Linked DNA regions of Mus musculus: all the other regions are linked to region 2. A link is a contact called in public promoter capture Hi-C data. All regions are on one chromosome and are shown on one strand. The core of a region is the stretch at or near the end of the contact, and the rest is flanking DNA. Distances in the headings are between cores, read along the strand shown. Region 1 holds the start of Kctd7 (potassium channel tetramerisation domain containing 7). Region 2 holds the start of Zbed5 (zinc finger, BED type containing 5). Region 3 holds the start of Septin14 (septin 14).

Evidence for each region. Capture Hi-C pulls out chosen DNA fragments and counts their contacts.
Region 1: a contact with region 2 is called in a promoter capture Hi-C map of adipose tissue. The contact joins the promoter of Kctd7 here to the promoter of Zbed5 in region 2. A contact is called at or near these places in 11 of 39 promoter capture datasets (the 3T3-L1 cell line, the C10 cell line, the HPC-7 cell line and 7 more), 17 of 484 Hi-C or Micro-C datasets (CD4 T cells, CD8 T cells, the G1E-ER4 cell line and 11 more), 8 of 115 datasets of contacts at active chromatin or transcription factors (the 230-238 cell line, astrocytes, bone marrow-derived macrophages and 5 more) and 4 of 9 other capture datasets (adipose tissue, liver, macrophages and 1 more).
Region 3: a contact with region 2 is called in a promoter capture Hi-C map of liver. The contact joins the promoter of Septin14 here to the promoter of Zbed5 in region 2. A contact is called at or near these places in 2 of 39 promoter capture datasets (macrophages and pre-B cells), 5 of 484 Hi-C or Micro-C datasets (CD4 T cells, centroblasts, effector CD8 T cells and 2 more), 3 of 115 datasets of contacts at active chromatin or transcription factors (embryonic stem cells, extraembryonic endoderm stem cells and pancreatic cancer cells) and 3 of 9 other capture datasets (adipose tissue, liver and pancreatic islet).

Annotation. Positions count from the first base shown.
Region 1 is chr5:130,143,500-130,146,199 of GRCm38.p6, forward strand. It overlaps Kctd7 (potassium channel tetramerisation domain containing 7), which reads left to right and starts at 1,384. Exons shown (of 4, transcript NM_172509.4): 1 at 1,384-1,727. The coding sequence starts at 1,584.
Region 2 is chr5:129,894,337-129,897,036 of GRCm38.p6, forward strand. It overlaps Zbed5 (zinc finger, BED type containing 5), which reads left to right and starts at 1,387. Exons shown (of 4, transcript NM_183088.2): 1 at 1,387-1,516. The coding sequence starts at 1,467.
Region 3 is chr5:129,703,721-129,706,420 of GRCm38.p6, forward strand. Septin14 (septin 14) reads right to left here and starts at 1,264. Exons shown (of 10, transcript NM_028826.2): 1 at 1,199-1,264; 2 at 486-554. The coding sequence starts at 539.

The DNA.
Region 1 (2,700 bases), core at 134-2,633, 250 kb after region 2:
CTTTGCGCGTACGCATGTGTGGGCAGGTCAGATGGAGAAGAGGAGCCCTGTTTGGGAGTGGGGTTTTCTCTTTTCTCATCTGTGGTTATTTAATTTTTTTCATTTTTAGCGTTTGTTTTTAGCAGTCTCATGTAACCCAATTTGGACTCACAATGTTATGAAGCTGAAGCTGGCCTTGACTTCCAAGTACTGATATTGCAGCGTGAGTCACCATACTCAGTTCCGTTATTATTTATTATTATTATTTATTATACTAGAGACAAGAGTTGAATTCTCAGAAATCCTTCTAACCTCTCAAGTCGCTGCAATTAAAGGTATTTGCAACCAAGGTTTTCCTTCCTGTGTGAGTCCACGGAAAAAGCGCTAGCACAGCAGCCATGTCCTTGCCAGCCATTGGTGTTGCAGTGCTCAATTTCTATTACACAGCAGGTGCCCTCAGCCCTCCACAACACATCCTCAAGGACAGCCTGCTTAGGCCTTTTTTCACTGGCCCGCTGCTATGGAGACAAACCAGCCAGTCCTGGGCCCTTTCCCAGGACACATGGACCGGGATGATAAAGTGGAGTGGCCTGGAGCTTCGCGCCTGCTAGTCAGAAAGCCAATGAAAGCAGGACCACGGTGCTGCCCCTATGAGCGGGCTTCCTGCCAATCAGGGGCGGAGGCCAGCGAGGACACAGCCAATAGCAGGAGCAATTGGGTGGTCTGTCCTTTCGGGAACCGCGCCGGGGGACCAGCGCTGTCGTTGAACGTCGGAAGTGCAGAACGCGTGCCCTTTAGGTGGCCTATAAGAATGGGACTGATCGGCAAGCCGTTGTCAGTTGTCACTCTAGTTTGAGACCTCGATGGTTGGATCAGACCTTTAACCGTCATAGCGGAGCTAATCGGACACTGCCAGTAGTAGGAGGCGACCGGGTGAGGCCAGAGATGCTACCTGCGCTGTGGTTGCTATGCGCAGAGAGCCGCTTCCCTAGATAAGTGGCCTGGACCAAGGGAGGTAGCGCTCCCGTTAGTTAGATAGCCAATCAGAATGGAACAAACCCAACCAGACGTGTTTACCCTATAATTGGACAATGCTCTTGCCAATCATAGCAGGAGTTCATGAAACCTCGGCCAATAGCAAGAAGCGCCTGGTTCCGATTTGCAGCGCAGGGTCCACGCGGTGGTTGCTGATCGAGGTCGTCAGTGGGCGATCACCTCCCCTCGGCCAAACCCTGGAGCAGACAGGCGTCGCTCGCGCTTGTCAGCCAAGAGCCAATCAGAATTGGGTAGGCCTGTAGCCACTACGGCTTAAGGCCGAATTGTTTGTTCTGTGATTGGGCGAACCTCCTGACAATCAGGGCGGAGCCAGCGAAGATTCGGCCAATGGCTGGAGGCAGCCAGGTCAGACCAGCGACTAACTGTAGGCGCGTTGGTCGTTAGACTGTTGGAGGGCAGCACAGGACATCCTAACTGCTTGCAGGTCCTCGGCGTCTAGCGCCCGCCGGCGGCCCATCTCGTCATGTCAGGCACTGCTTGGCTTTAGTTCTTCAGGCCTCCGCCCACCCGCCTACCCGAAGCCGCGCCCACCGCCCAGAGCCAGAGGGATGGTGGTAGTCACCGGGCGGGAGCCAGACAGCCGTCACTCGGACGGTGCCATGTCCAGCTCCGAAGCCGAAGACGACTTCCTGGAGCCGGCCACTCCTACGGCCACGCAAGCGGGGCACGGGCTGCCCCTGCTGCCCCAGGAGGTACCTGGATCGAGCGATGGGGGAAGGGAGGGCTGATGGGAAGCGAGGGAGAGACTGGTGCTTGCAGAGCTGACCTTGGGCGGAGAGCCTCCCAAGGAGCTATCCACCCCTGATGCCACTCCTACACTAGGTGTATCCTCCCTGCCCCGAGTCACCTGCACTCCAAGTCCCTTCTTCCCGTACTACCAGATGTCAGTTCCATTCCTGTATTTCATGTCACCTTTATCAACTAGACGAGGACTCAACACATAGCATGTTCCATACAATCCAAAGGAGGACCTGGGTTATCCAGGTGTATCCTCCAGCTGCCGGGGGAGTGGCATTAGAAACTACCTGCAGTTAACCTATCTGGTGCCTTGGTATGATTTAAGAAAAGGACACACCTGAGTGGACCAATTCTCATCCAGGTGCCGTTATGCAGTGAACAATCTCCATTACCACATGGGGTAATTTTATTTGCTAGATGGACAAGAGTGAACGGTAGAGGATTTGGGGTCAAGAAAGCAGCGAGAGCAAGGACATGCAGGAGATAAATTCGGGAAATAGGAGGGCAATGGTGAGTTGAACTCAGAGCAGAGATGATGGAGGGATTAGGGGCTTCATTTATCAGTTGCTGTATTGTGCTATGGAGTGGCTTCGTTAGTAGCCCTTCCTGTGTGTGACACTTTGCACCTGAACTGACCCTGGAGATGGATAGGAAGATGAATACAGATGTAGAGATGGATAGGAAGATGGATACAGATGTGGAGACTCGACAATCTGAGGGGGCTGGCTTGAGTGAGGCTCTCCGGCAGCTGACAGTATTGTGGTAGGGTTAGAATCCCCGAATTGCCAGCATCGTGGGAAACTTGTGAACATAAGCAAAATTCTAGACATAACTCTGCAGTCAGGGAAAAGGGCCAACACGGCGGTGACACTTTTTTTTGTGCACTGTCATTGGGCAGAAGTTGTGGTTTGAGTGACAGGACACACA
Region 2 (2,700 bases), core at 137-2,636:
TCCCCATATCTGCTAGACCCCGCCTCAGCAGCAGTCACAACCTGCCCCTCATTGGTTGTGGGGATGAAAAGGGAGATTTCTAAAATAGCTGGCTCACTAGCCAAACACTATACAACAAAGATATTGACAGAAATTAACCGAGAAATTAGAGAGTTAAGAATGACAATCCTACAAAATAGAGCTACCGTAGTCTTTCAGTTGATCACACATAATCTTGGATGTCAACAGTTCCCTGAAATGTGTTAACATATCAGATTTCTCTAACACCATCGATAACCTAATCGATAACTTACATTGAGAAATAATATCTCCAAGGCACATGTTGATTGGCCCTCCTGGCTAAGATGTTTCTCACCCTTCATTGGCCCCCTGATGGTTCTACTATCAATCATAATACTTGCGCTCTGTGTTTTTGGTGCAATATTAACCTAATCACCCTCCAGATACTCAATACCAGAATCCTGTTCCCCCGACTACAACATCAAGCAATGCTTGCTCTCTTGTCAAAGATTTGAAAGAGTTAATCAGGCCAAGATGAGACTATGAGACCATAAATCAAAGGGTGCAATGTGTCAAACCCATATACCTTCGAAATTAAGGACCACATTGTATTAAGTACCCATACCTTGCAAATTAAGGAACCCAGTGTGTTAAGCCCCTATACTTACGAAACTAGGGTTCTATCTAAGTTTGCTTCCTAAATCTGATGTAATCTGGGGGGGGGGGGGGAAAGACCTCATTTATATGATATATATCCTTGTCTTCCTGTTTCATTGTATTTTTCTAACAATCTCTAACAGTCAATACTCTAGGCCCTGTAAACATGCTTACATCTGTTTTCTATTAATCTTTTATCGCTCCGCCATAAAAGGAATCCCAAAAGGCCAGTAAGGGCCTGTTCTCTAAAATCCCAACTTAGGATAAAACAGCCGGATATCCAGTCCTGATGCTGGATGCACCTCTAAAATAAAGCTTGCTTTTGATTAGACAATAGAGTTTAGTCTTCATCCACTCAATTTTCAGGTTTAACACGTGTTAACACAGTGGGCGTGGCAGCACATGCGGGTAATTCACTTGAGATGCCAGTTCACTTGAGATGCTGAGGCAGAAGGGTCTCAAAATCAAAGGGCAGCCTGGCAGTGGAGGAATCCAGTGGTCCATCGAAAGAAAAAAACTAACCATACATCTCAGAACCGAAGGACAAGATTTGAGAGAGCAACCTCAGGAACTTCCCATTAGCTACAGCGCCTCGTCGCCAAGCAACTTCCCGGCGTGGTACGCAGTGGCACCGCATTGCCAGTTACTGATGTCTGGTTCGTCCAATAACTTTCAGCGATCGTGCTTCTCCTGGGCTCTAATTGGCTACGTGCGGAGGTTCCACCTCCCACCTTCCTCCCTCCTTGCTGGACGCCCGTGGGCGTTCCCGAGTTTGTTGTGTCTGGACGCTTAAGGTGCAGACACCGAGGATGCCACGTGGAAGCCGAATCCGCACTTCCCGCGTGACCCTTCTGGCCGGGTGAGACCCTCGGGACTGGGGACAAAGCGCGGGCGGCCAGGACGAGGTTCTGTAGCTTAAGAGCTGCGAAGCCGAGGGTGAGATGGAGGGAGCCGAAAGGGATCCGCTACCAGGGGAGGACTCCCGGAGAACGGGGACACGCTCTGTGCACTCCGGGAGAGGACTCTGAAATGTGACATTTTCCCTAGACAGGTTGGGGGAAGGGCTGTCGAGGGCATAGTCTAAGAGGAGGTGAGGAAAGAATGAATGGTGATAGGTGTCAAGCTCTTGGGGGTGTTTTTTTGTTTTGTTTTGTTTTGTTCTTACTGTGTTTTTGATTCTGTCAGGCTAGCTTTGGACTTCATAAGTCCTGGATAGCCTTCCTTGATTTTCCTGACTCTGCTTCTCTGGGGATGGGATTACAGAGTTTAAAGGTTTATAGAAGGGGGGAAAAAAAGGATAAAAGAAAATTACTCGTTATTTGTGTGTGGAGGTTCGAGAATTTTAGAATTCTCTCTTTCCACCTTTTGGGTCCAGGATAGCTAACCCTTAGTTGTAATTACGCTACTACAAGGGGTATCAACATTCCTAATGCTGCGATCCTTTTGTTGTTGTGGTGGTGACCCCTGATCATTAAAAAAAATTTTTTTTTTTGCTACATTGTAACTGTAATTTTGTAAGTTTGGTCTTAGGCGAGCCCTGTGAAAGGGTCCTGACCCACAAGTTGAGAACTGCTGCTCCATTGAGCCATCTCCTGTCCACACGAAGTAGGAAATTCTTGACAGCATCAAGATTCCAGATGTCCCATCTGGGAGCCTGTGTGAAGGTCACAGGGCACTTTATGGGAGTTGGTTGTTGATCTTTCTAAGGCTCAAACTCAGGTTGTCAGCAGTGGGTTGCAAGGACACTCTACTTCAGCACCAGCATCCCCCTCTCCCTCCCCCAGCCTGAAATGTTAATTCAGATGTTAACTAGGCTAGGGAGACCCCTTGGTCTAAACCTGTGGGTTGCTACTCCTTCGGCTCCAAAAAATGTTTACCTGATGGTTTATTTATTTATTAAATTTATTTATTGTTATATGGAAGTACACTGTAGCTGTCTTCAGACACACCAGAAGAGGGCGTCAGATCTCATTATGGGTGGTTGTGAGCCACCATGTGTTTGCTGGGATTTGAACTCCGGACCTTCGGAAGAGCAGTCAGTGC
Region 3 (2,700 bases), core at 14-2,513, 190 kb before region 2:
GAAGATCCCACACTGCTGTAACAGGGCCTCCTTCCTTTCCTGGGCTTTCCCAAATGGGGAGGAAGGATGCAGTGGGAGGGGCTGAGGACAATATGAATAGCTCGGGACAGTGAGTGGGTCTCTGCACCTCTTTATCCATGAAGTACTTTGTTATAGTGATACAAAACTAAAAACACCCCTAGAGTGACTTTAAATCTTGATTTAGTCTCCTTTGCTTTTAAATGAGAATGTTTTGCATACACGTGTGCAGGCACACACACACACACACACACACACACACATACCAACAAAGTCAAGAAACATTCTGACAATTGTTTAAACCACCATTTACATTTAAATCTAACCAATAGTAAGGTTCATGATCTGTTCCCAAAGATAGCAAGCCTCTTTAGCTGTCAGGACCTGAATCAACTTAGAGCCAGTCATTTTGAAACTACTTATTGAAGTGCATAACGCATATATCATATACAAAAGATGCACTCAACTGGATCTTCACTGCCAGGTATTGGCACCGACGTGTTAGTTGGTTTTTCCGCCATGTCAGACCGAAATGGCTAGAATAAAGAGAGAAAACTTGGTCAGTCCCACCTACAAAGGTCCGATTCTTTCATCTTAGACCCTTAGAGGATTCAACTGTGCTGTTCCCTTCACACTTCTGACTTGTTTGAAGTTGTATCTTTCATCCTAAGCAAGCATGCGTGTGCTCAACAGCATAGTCAGTATATGAAGTAAAGGCCATTTAACCAGTGATATCCAACGTGAAAAGATTAAACTCTCTCCAAATCAAGAAGTTACCGACATCATCTTCTTATGGATTGTTTTTTAGCCAGTAATGAATTTCATTGGGTCATTCCAGGCACGCATAACAGTGTACCCAGTCCTCCATTTAAATGGCTCTGAGCATGAGAAAAAGAAGTCACACACTCAGAGTGACTTCAATTTCCAGAGGGGCTTAAACCTGAAGCTGAAGTAGCAGCCAGGAGAATTGAGAAGAGGGGAAATTAGGGATGTTGCAAAAGGGAAGCAGACTTCTAGAGTCTACACAAACTCTCTAGGAACCAAACCAAAGCCAGTTTTGTTTTGTTTTTCATTTTTACGAAGCACCTTTACGCAGGTAGCATTGTGCCGGATGATCTACCTCCTGCAGTAGTTAAAAGACATCTAAGATCTTCAGACTCAGAAATATCAAGTGACTTACCTGCCCTGGGTCTCAGCTGTGAAGTGCGCAGTCTGAACGGACTCGGAGTCTGGTGTGCTCTCCCTTGCTATCTGTGGACGTGGACCAAATTAATAGTCACCGTATTTGCAACAGTTGGGAACAAGGGAGTTAAGGTACAAAGGAGAGTACTGTCCTGATTTCTCAGCAGAACAGTTTGAGAAGGCCATGCTAATCTACATTTGAGTACAGCGCAAAGATACTGAGAACATGAGACTTTTGAAAAGGGGATTTATGTGGATTTGTTTTACATATGTGAGTATCATACCTGCATGTGTGTGTGTGTGCCCACCATGTGCAAGTCTGATATCCTAGAGGTCAGAAGAGATCATTGGATGCCCTGGTGTTAGATATATGGACACTTTAAAAAGGAAGACTCACACATACTTGTGAACTGCCATGTAATTGCTGGGAAACCCAGGTCCTCTGTAAAAACAGAAAATGCTTCTCTGGTTTTTCAAGACACAGTTTTTCTGTGTACCTTTGGCTGTCCTGGAACTCACTCTGTAGACCAGGCTGCCCTCGAAATACAAGATCCACCTGCCTCTGTCTCCTAACCTAACCCAACCTAACCTAACTGTCTTAGTCAGGGTTTCTATTCCTGCACAAACATCATAACCAAGAAGCAAGTTGGGGAGGAAAGGGTTTATTCGGCTTACACTTCCATGCTGCTGTTCATCACCAAAGGATGTCAGGACTGGAACTCAAGCAGGTCAGGGAGCAGGAGCTGATGCAGAGGCCATGGAGGGATGTTCTTTACTGGCTTGCCTCACCTGGCTTGCTCAGCCTGCTTTCTTATAGAACCAAGACTACCAGCCCTGAGATGGTCCCACCCACAAGGGGCCTTTCCCCCTTGATCACTAATTGAGAAAATGCCTTACAATTGCATCTCATGGAGGCATTTCCTCAAATGAAGCTCCTTTCTCTGTGATAACTCCAGCTGTGTCAAGTTGACACAAAACTAGCCAGTACAATTGACCCCTTGTCAACTTGACACACAAACACATCACTAGTAAGCCTCAACTCTTACAATCTTATTCATCCCCATTCTAAATAACTTTAAAAGTCCCACAGTCTTTACATATTCTTAAAATTTCAATCTCTTTAAAATATCCATCTCTTTTAAAATCCAAAGTCTTTTTACAATTAAAAGTCTCTTAACTGTGGGCTCCACTAAAACAGTTTCTTCCTTCAAGAGGGAAAATATCAGGGCACAGTCACAATCAAAAGCAAAAGTCAATCTCCAACCGTCCAATGTCTGGGATCCAACTCACAATCTTCTGGGCTCCTCCAAGGGCTTGGGTCACTTCTCCAGCCAGGCCCTTTGTAGCACACACATCATCCTCTAGGCTCCAGATGCCTGTACTCCACTGCTGCTGCTGCTCTTGGTGGTCATCTCATGGTACTGGCATCTCCAAAACACTGCATGACCCCTTCAGTCCTGGGCCTTCATTTGCAACTGAGGCTGCACCCTCACCAATGGT